Linked DNA regions of Columba livia: region 1 is linked to region 2. A link is a contact called in public Hi-C data. All regions are on one chromosome and are shown on one strand. The core of a region is the stretch at or near the end of the contact, and the rest is flanking DNA. Distances in the headings are between cores, read along the strand shown. Region 1 has its middle 17 kb from the start of LPCAT1. Region 2 holds the start of LOC102092964 (sodium-dependent neutral amino acid transporter B(0)AT1).

Region 1 (4,994 bases), core at 99-2,598, 220 kb after region 2:
TTCAGTGAAAGAACAGTGCAATGGAAGACCATAAAAGGAAGTGCAAAGAATAGAAATATAGAAATAAGTGTTCATCAAATTCCTATGCTTTTTCTATAATAGATTTGACATTAAACTCTCAAAGCTACTTCCTAAGATATGCATTTTCTAACATTTTATGAAAATAATTTTGTGCTGAGTTATAAATAAATATAAATAAATGTTTCAAGCTAGAAAAGAGCTGTATGCATGTATGAGAAAGAATATGATAAAAATCCCTTACTTTTTAAGCATTTTCTAGGAATGTGGCAAGTAGAGCTCTTTCAATGAAGGTGCCAAGTGGCATATTTAAAGTAACTAAGATGGAATGCCTTTAGACACATTTTATTTACAAAGTTTAGAATTCATTGTTACAAGATGTTGTGGAGAGGGGAAACAGGTTAAAAAAAGAGATTGGGCATATTTTCGAACACAGCAGTTTAGCTCCAGCCTTGGAAATCTCCCAGCAGCTGCTATCTGGAAGCTGGTAGGATTTATCAGTCTTAAAAGCAGAGGAATGGCTGTGCTGGTATGGATCTTGGGCCAACTAATCCATTATCCCGTCTCCAACAGTGTCCAAGAGCAGATGGTTTGGGAACAATAAAAGCAAATCTATAAAATACTTCCCTTTTCAAACTTCCCTGGCTGAGGGTATTTCTTGAGTCTGCTGTGATCTCATTTATAACACTCAGGATCTTTTAAGAGCTCCTGCAGCCTCCCTTTGAGCCCCACCAGATTTCTTGCAGCTGTGGTCTCTTGGGTGAGGAGTTTCTCAGCTCCCCTGTCTGCTGAGCTGCTTGCTTCTCTTTGTTTTGAATGTGGCTGCTACTAAACTGACTTAATGGCTTTTGCAGCTTGTACAGGATGAGACAGGGAACATTCAGTCCCTCTGCCATTCAGGATATTGCAAAATCACTCACTGTGAGCCCTCGCTGTCCCCATATGTTACTGGAGTGCTGCTCCCAAGCCCTTACTCTCTCTGGTGCATGGGGGCATGATGAAATTTCAGCTGATTCAGGGGGTGTTTCCCCTGCGACATAAGGCAGAGTGCTCAGGGCTGCTGTGGTCCTTTTCTGTCCCCAACCTCTTCCCTGACCCTGCTCCTGGCTGTGGGCTCCTGACTCCTTGTATTCTTGTTCCAGCATCAATGCAATTCAACATCTGTGCTTATAACAGCCCTAGGATGCTTTGAGCTGCATCATCTGGTTCTGGAAATGTGGTGCAAGGATCCCTGGGCTGGATTTTCCCAGACTGTCTGAGATGAAACCAAATGGGCTTGGGGAATTAAAAAAAAAGGCAGCATGGTTTGCCCAGGACTGTGACTCAGCTCATAAACTCACTATGATCTGAGCTGTCTCTGCAGGTGCTTTGCCTTCCCACCACAAACCCCATCAAATGTGGGGTTCCAGAAAGAGGTCTGGGGTTGTGCGAGCTGCCTGAAGGGCAGAGCATCCCAGTGGCTCAGAGCATGTTCCTGGGGGCAATTGAAATAAATCTGCCTGTGGAGCTGGACTCAGCCATCTCAGACTTAAACAAACATGATGGCACTGCATGTCTCTGCTGGACGTCTCTATTTTGACATCTTTTTATAGATTTGGTAACTATCACTGTTACCTAAATTAGAGTTTACTCACCCAGAAAAGCTTCTAGACCAAGCAGTTTGTTTCAGAGAGATTGACAACCTCAATACCCCTCCTCCCCTTCCCCACCCCCCCCCCCAGATTCTTTCTTTCCGTAGCTTTGTCTCACTTGCATTTTTTTCCTTCCAGCCTAATGAATTTGCCTTGCTGTTATGTATCCAGAAGAAAAGAGTATGTCAAGGAGGGGATAGTCTATCTTTTGGTGAATTTGGTGTATACAGGTCACTGATGTTGTTGCAGCTGAGTTGGCTGTCTTGGGAATGGAGTAGAGCCATTTGAAACAGCAGCTGCTCCTGTCTGAGCCTCCAACCTTGTGAGTATGAATTGTGCCTGTGGCAGCAAAATTAATGGCTAACATAAAAGGAGAAATATAATAGAAAGCAGGTGGCCTCTTGAAAATGCAGCCAGAGCTCCAGGACCACATTTGTCCTGCAGCGCACATCGCCAGCCATGCGTTTTCTTTACCCGAAGTACTTTCTGTAACCCTTTTCTGTAACCTTACTCCTTACTTGACCCTTAGTCCTCCCAGAGGCCCATCCATCAGCCTTCGAAACTTGATATCAAAGTATAATTAAAGTGAATGCATCCAGGCCCCAGTAAAAAGACTGCAAATCCCTGCAATGTTGCGTGTGTCCATTTATATTTTCTGTTCAGATGCTTTTATTTGTAAAAACAATCAAGTTGTGAACATCCTTATCCTCAAAGAATGTAATGCCATCATGCAAAGCAGCATGCATTTGAAGTCTGCATCTTCCTTTCTATTTAACAGAGAGTGCTGTGTCTTTGTTGATTCAACTCCATGTTTCACTGAACTAGATCAAAAACACTTAAAATTCATTTTTCAGAGATGAGCTTGAGGCACAGAGATCAGACGGGGCTATGAGTCTACCTTTGTAACATCTCAGTTTTTTTACAGATCTGCGATCTGATTCACTATACCAGAAGATCATTCCCTAACAGTGGCACAAAATGTGAACTTTATATTTTAAAGGCCTATCTAAAAAAGTTGCCTTCTAAGATAGGTGAGGTGAGCTACCTAGGGGTACTTATATGAGTAAAGGCTGTCAGACTGGGTGATCCATCTGAATGGGTAATTAATTCACGTAAGTCTACATTATGAGATACACAATGATATTACAGAACGAATTATTTGTAACATTTTGTAAGTACTAAAATTAATGTTGTATGAATTTGTCATTTCAACAAAAAAGTTATGGATTGTGTGTATTATAATTTCATCTTGTTAATGTAAAAGTAGGAATTTTGCTTTCCCTGTCCTCTTGGGAAGCAAAAAACCCAGTGTATCTAATTATCTGAACACTCAGGAACACAAAAGAATAGCAAGTGGTGAAATTATAAATCTATTGGAACAACTCCATGTTTTCTGATTAAACTCTATTTCTGGTGGCTCTCAGCAATCATGTTCCTTCTATGTTCATAGTAATTGCATGTGTCAAAGCTGAGGCCTTGTGTAAACTGTACCAAATGAGTTACAATTTTAATTTAGAAGGAGATAACTGTATTTGCCCCTGCAGGCAGATTGCATCGGGTCAGGAGTATAAAAACGAATAAGAAAGAGAGTAGGGAGGAGGCTGGAGGGCCCCCAGGTTAATAATAAGTAGAAAATCTAATAGGGCTTGCATTACAATAGTTGAATTTTCAGGGAAGGAGGGGAAGAAAAAATGTAATTTGCAAACATGAAGCCAAACTCTGTTACTTGCATCTGATCCATGTGTATGAGAGCACATTACTATATGCATGTGGGTATATCTGACTTTGGTACAGAACTATGTCTGTATTTTATAGTTGAACGCTTCAGCACATTTTACCCCTAGTACTACACCAATGAAAAAAAATGAAAAAAAGTTTTCAAAAACTTAAAAGTTCTCAAAACCTGATGTATTTTCACTATTTAAAAATACCTATTCACTCCCTATAGTTGTGTTACATTTCAGATTGTTTCTGGTTTAAACAATGCACTCAATGGCTGTCTTGATATTACATTGCATTTTAAAAGGTTAGTGTCCTCACAAAGAATAAAATACTTCTTTCTGAATCTAAAATCTTATTTTTTATTTGAAATTTTAATCAAGACTGTTAGAAATATGTCCAACTATGGCTATGAACCTACAGTAATTTTGTGTGTATTTGAAAACAATCACTTTAGCAATGACCAGATGCTGTCAGTAATTTTGCTTAGTACTCTGGACTGTGAAAATTGTTTTTGCCTGACCTTCTGTACAGAAGACCAGCAAAACCAAGAGTTGTTTGAAAAGACTAAGCTGGTACTACTGCTTATAATTAAGACTTAATTTAGTTTGTCTATAACCTAACAAAATTTCCCCTTTAAGGAGCCTGCTTCAAGCTGATTCTGTGTTTGTGCATGTTTGATTTTCACCTGAAAGAGTCCAGTCATTTCCCAGAGTGAGATTACAAGAAGGAGCCTGTTTTGCACCTGTTAACATTTTCTTTATAATTGCTTCATTAGGAAGCCATAGTCCCTTTGTGGTTTAGTGCAGGACAGTTAATTCGAAGACCATGAGAGATGGATAATCTGCTACATCCTCTATTCTCATGTTTCAGAAGTAAACTACCCTCCCCATTACAATATTCTGCCTCTTTAATAATGTGAATATGTCAGGCTTTAGCTTTCAGCCTTTAGCTCTTGTTGCACTTTCTGCTGCTGGTTTGGAAAGCTATTTAATACCAGTATTAGTATTTTTCCCTCATGGAGATAATTATACTGTGTAATCATTGCTCCTCCAATTCTTCTCTTTAATGGGTTAAAGAGATTGAGATCTTAAAGTCTCTCTCATTCTTAGAGGCATTTTTTGCAGTTTTTGAATATTTTTTCAACCTTTGAACCATCTCCAAATTATTCACTGCAAATGACAGTGACATGCTTTCACTCAATTTCTTTATTTAAAAGGAAAGGTGTTCCTCTTTTGGTATTAATTTATTCTGAAATGTTTTCTGCTCTGACTTCAGTTTGAGATCAGTTCCCCCCAAATAATGGATCTCCCTGATCTTTGTCAGCACTGACACAAACAACTTGCCTTTTCTATGAGGCCCAGTACTTCCATGAAGGCTGTAGATACATCTCTCGTTTGTATTGGACCCACTGCTTTCTGACAGTATTTGTGCATTCAAAGCTCTGAACTGAGGCATTCAGTCAAGAATACAGTGTTTTATTAAGAACTTCAAGACAGAACTGATGTGTTTGGTTTGGGGGAGTTTTTGGTTTTGTTGTTGTTGGATTTTTTTCTTTTCTTTTCTTTTCTTTTCTTTTCTTTTCTTTTCTTTTCTTTTCTTTTCTTTTCTTTTCTTTTCTTTTCT
Region 2 (4,852 bases), core at 1,679-4,178:
TGTAAGATCTGTTTTCTCCTGCATTTGCAATTAGCAATTTGCAAGATGTGTCTTGTTTACCAGCCTATATTATGGAAGGATTGATTTCGTAGATGTTTATTAGCCATAACAAACCCTGTGGGATGTGCCAAATGTAAGCTTCGTGTTACTTGGACGAGAAGTTTCCCTTAGAGCAAAGGCAAGAGCTCTGTCAAATAAGCGAGCGACTGATTACTGCAAGCAGCCCCAGCTTGTTTGTCCAAGTCCACAGGGTGGCAATAGAGACAACCCCTGAGTGCAACTGCGGTCATGTTCAAGCTGGTGTTATTGCTACCGCAGATCCTTCAGAAAAAGGTGCTGTGGCTTCCAAGATCATTAGCCACGTGATTACGCTGATAAAGAAATTTGAGCTAGATGCTATAACAGCATATTTGCTTCTGCAAATATTTAACAACTGATAGATAGCTAACAACCACTGGAATATGGCATTGCCAAAGTAAGATAAACTCTGGAAAGTTATTTTGGATTATATCAGTAGAATGCAGTCTGGAAGGTATTTCTGGATTGTGATAGAAACTGTTTGTACATGAAACTTATCAGAGAGAAATTTTCAGATAATCCTAACACAAGTGTGAATTTATTTCATATCATATTGATTTGGCCTCATATAATTTGATTCTCAAAGAAAGCTACGTTCATTCCTTTCATGTCAGTTTGCACTGTGCTTAAGAAGAAACATGTTCTTTTAGGTTCAATAAATTATATGCAGAATCTTAATTGTCAAAGACTTCTGATTACCTAGAGTCACTAGGTTGTAGCTGTAAGAAATGTCATCTGGATATTATGTAATCATGATCCGATTCAATTGTTGATAGAGGCTCTACATACAACTTTGCAAAGCCTACAAGTCAGGGAATATAGAAATATGACACAATAAATTAGAGGGGGATGTTGGGTTTTCCTGTTTGTCTTCTGTCTGCTCTTTATTACTGCCTCATATTCCTGACAGCATGAATACAAGGATTATCTTCCAATGATTCAGGAGGCAGAATAATATCACAGATGAGTTGTGAGCTCCTGGACCATGCAGTTTCTTGCTACTGACCACTAGGTCAATGTCTTTCTCCAAAATTGGAAGTTGAAGAGCTTGGCATTTGTAAGTGAAAATTGATTTTTCTAGGCAAGGGAAGTACTGTAAATGTAGTCTTTTTGGACTTCAGTAAAGCAGTTGCTACTTGATCACAACTGAATGTATTAGGTGAGCTAAATAGGAGATATAGAGTGAACACAGAACTAGGTAAAGATTTGATGATAAGGGTAAGCTGTGCTGAAAGCAGAAATGGTGGTCTAAGGAAAGGTTACTAAAGCAGTTCCTCAAGGATCAGCTTAGGAACAGTCTTTTGTCAGTCTTTCAGTAATGACTAAGAACAAAAAGTAGTGGCATGTTACTGAAATGCTCATTGCACAGCTCATAAGTATTCACCATGCTGAAAAAAATAACAGGAAGAACTGAATAGCTCAATGTACTACAGTAGCAGTAACTGGGTGAAATTTAAAATATGCTTTGGGTAACTTAGAAAAAGAAATTCTGCTGCAAGCTATGAACTATTAGTTGGAATCACCAAAGGAGAGGAAAGGTGTTGATCCAGTGTTTAATCAGGAGACAGCTCATCTGCAGAGCTGACAGGGTCATGAATAAGGCAAGTGCTATTGCTAGGCAGACTGATAGAGATTCCTCAAGTAAAGCTAAGGGAATATTAATACTTGATTACAAGGCACAGGAAAAATCCATCTGGGTTACTGTATATAGTTGTCCAGATGAAGGATGAAGGCTTTTTTTGCAACTTTTCTATTCAAGAGGTAATTAACAACCTTCTTGGGGTGTAAGAGGACTGAAATTCTAGACCAGCCTTTTAGAAACAGGGACTATAAAAAATCAATTTGAGTCAATGTGATGAGGTTGCAAAGGGATGCTGTGGTGTGTTCACCTTCTTCGGCAGGGGCTGGACTTACAAGCTCCCTTCTAGTTCTTTAGTTTGACCACCCTGTATCATGGTATGCAATGAGCCTGTCAGGTTTAGCCAACAAAATTCTTTCTTACGATATATACGATGTTAGATTTTATATATAGTTTTTAGTGGCATGTACTTAACTTTTAATATCACTGAGGTACAACTGGAAGTCTTATAATAACTATAATGAAAGAACAAGGATGTGAGTAAAATCTGTGATATTTGTTAACCTTTTTTTTTTTTTAATGTATATTTGACCAGTGTATCATAGGGTCATTGAAAAGGTGAAGGGACCTTTGCTTTCAAGTCCATTTACAAGAAAGATGTTATGTTCTCCAGATCTTGTTCTATAATGATTAGAGACATTCAGGTAAGCAGATTATGCTTATGATTTTAAAGGTCAGATCTTATAATCTCTTTCATTCTCCATCCTTTTTGTCAGAGCTTTTAGTACAGTAGGATCTCTTACAGAGAAGGAAGAACATACTCCAGTAATTATCATGAAACATACAATTTTGTAAGCATACATTGCGGGAAACAGAATGTGGTGGTGATTCACAAGCAGTTTATCTTCCTGATAAAAAATAGTACGAAACCTCTATATTCATCCTGAGGCCAGTGGAATTTTTTTTGCTCCATATTTGCTAGGGCTATATATGTATTTAAATGAGTTTAAACAGAGGAGTGGCAAGGGGTGTTTCATAACCTTATTGGTGATTAGAGTTTATAGCCAAATTATGTCCCCAATTACGTTAGCTGAAATCAATGTCTTCTACTAGATGAACAGCCTGTTCCATAAAACCTTGACAGATAAAGCTTTAATAAGTGTCAGAGCTGACTTGGTCAATTGAATTATTTGCTGACGCTTCTTTTTGCCACAAGCCTGCTCTTTTGAGTTTAGTGTCAAAGGTTCACTATATATAGCTGAAGACAGCAAATAGATGCTTTGTTTTTCTGCAGATTTCTAACCAGCTGCCTGTTTCATTATCTCCTCACTGGAGCAGTGTTTCCAGTCAGAAAATTAAAAATATGGTGAAGCTCCAGTTGCCCAATCGTGGCCTGGAGGACAGGATACCTTCTCATGCAGAACTTGAGGTCCTTGAGAAAGAAGAGGCAGACTCCAGACCAAAATGGGATAACAAGGCTCAGTATATGCTGACGTGCGTAGGGTTTTGTGTGGGCTTAGGAAATGTCTGGCGGTTTCCATATTTGTGTCAGAGCCACGGTGGAGGTATGTCTCTAATATATCTTTACTAATTTTGGCTCTAAACTAGATTTAATCTCTCTTTTGGGAAACAAATAACGGAGTATGTTTAGAACTGTTTGGTTCTTGTAAGAACAGGGATGTTCATCTCTACAGGACTGTCTTATGGAGAAGGTTATTTCACAGGTTATGAACACCCACTGAAGTCATGCTAGTGATGGAAAAAAAGAAGGAATGGGTTTTATTTCAGGACACTAGATTGATCAAATCAGTCTTGCACTGTCATCTACACAATATGTTTCCTCAATCTTAAACTAATGTTACTTTATCACATATATAGAATGTCTATTTCAAAACATTAACAAACTACTTGAGAGTATGATTCTGATCATGATCCCAAATGATCTTTTCATAGTAGGATTTTCGTTGTTTTGGGGCTGCTTTGTATAGCAACTGTAGGGTCAATGTCTGTGTAATTTGTGATAGGAGTAACGGCATGAAAGTAATTGACAGTAAGAATATGTTTTTTAGAAGTTGATGTTATTAAGTAGTTCGAAATCCAAATGTATGCTGTTTACCACATAATTCACTGTGACTCCTTAGGGTTCAGGTTAGGACTGAAGGATCATATTAAAATTTTCTTTCATGGTTTTGCTGTTTGTTTTTAAAATTACCTTGAGCTGAACCATTGCTTAAATATGACCACACAAATTTCTCATTTTCTGACAGTCTTTTCTGCCCACTATCTACTTGTTATCTGCATTTTACTCTGGAATATGTGTAAAAATGGTTTGTTCTTTTGTGAAGTTTGACCTTGACAGAAAACTTATGGCTTAAGGAACAGTATTTCAAAGTGATTTTCATTAAGTATACACAGTGAGATGTTTAAAAATCGCTCTTCCTAGTTAGAGTAGGGACCAAGGAGGGCTCTGTAGTGAGCTGATTGCACAAACTCAGGCACGTTTCACAACGGATGACTCAGTTGCAAGAAGAAATGCTTTTAACATGGATATTTTTATAACATGAGCTGGTGTTTAGATTTTGCAGTGCAAACAAGATCATTCGCATCACAGTGAACTCTTGTTACAAAAGCATTACAAGGCACACACACTCAAAAAATCATAACCCCCTTTCCATGTGTGACAATTTTCATTTGAAAAAGTGGATGGTTATCTCTAAAATTCCTGGCACTCATTGGCTTCTCAGGTTCTTCTGCTTGGTCTTAGAAAGTGGACATGCCTTGTTTCCCAGGATTGATTTACAGACACTTTTCTGCTTTTCTGTCTATCTTTTCTTTCCCTCATGTTCTAGCCACATGAAATGCAGCTGGAAAATGAACATCAAACAAACGCAAAGAACTTGGTATGGACCATGGTTTTATGACGGATGTTGGTGAAGATTTATGAATTCCTTGTGTGTGTCTGTCAATACTCTGTTTTAATTTAGCCTTTGGTGGCAATTATTTTTCTTTCTCATCATCCTGTGGCCTGTCCTTGCTCAGGGACACTTAACAACAGTTATCCTCAGCTTCTTGTTTCCTTGGGACTCTCTCACTCACTCAGTTTTTAGGCAGAAGTTGAAAGGCAGCACATAGCAAAGAAATTAAATAGCTGGCTCTGGGCTTCAAGCTACTGTACATATGTTGGCACTGCAGCCA

What was found. A called contact is a pair of places that touch in the nucleus more often than the background predicts.
Region 1: a contact with region 2 is called in a Hi-C map of crop, with 6 times the contacts expected there. The contact joins the enhancer-like site here to the promoter of LOC102092964 in region 2. A contact is called at or near these places in 2 of 2 Hi-C or Micro-C datasets (crop and liver).

The regions. Positions count from the first base shown.
Region 1 is chr2:95,241,958-95,246,951 of bColLiv1.pat.W.v2, forward strand. No RefSeq gene overlaps it. Among named protein-coding and RNA genes, the nearest start is that of LPCAT1, 17 kb to the left of the region's middle. Within about 2 kb of position 1,349, at least 2 of the 3 cell types and tissues checked have an H3K27ac peak away from gene starts, as active enhancers do.
Region 2 is chr2:95,018,086-95,022,937 of bColLiv1.pat.W.v2, forward strand. LOC102092964 (sodium-dependent neutral amino acid transporter B(0)AT1) reads left to right here and starts at 2,929. Exons shown (of 12, transcript XM_005509991.4): 1 at 2,929-3,222. The coding sequence starts at 3,021.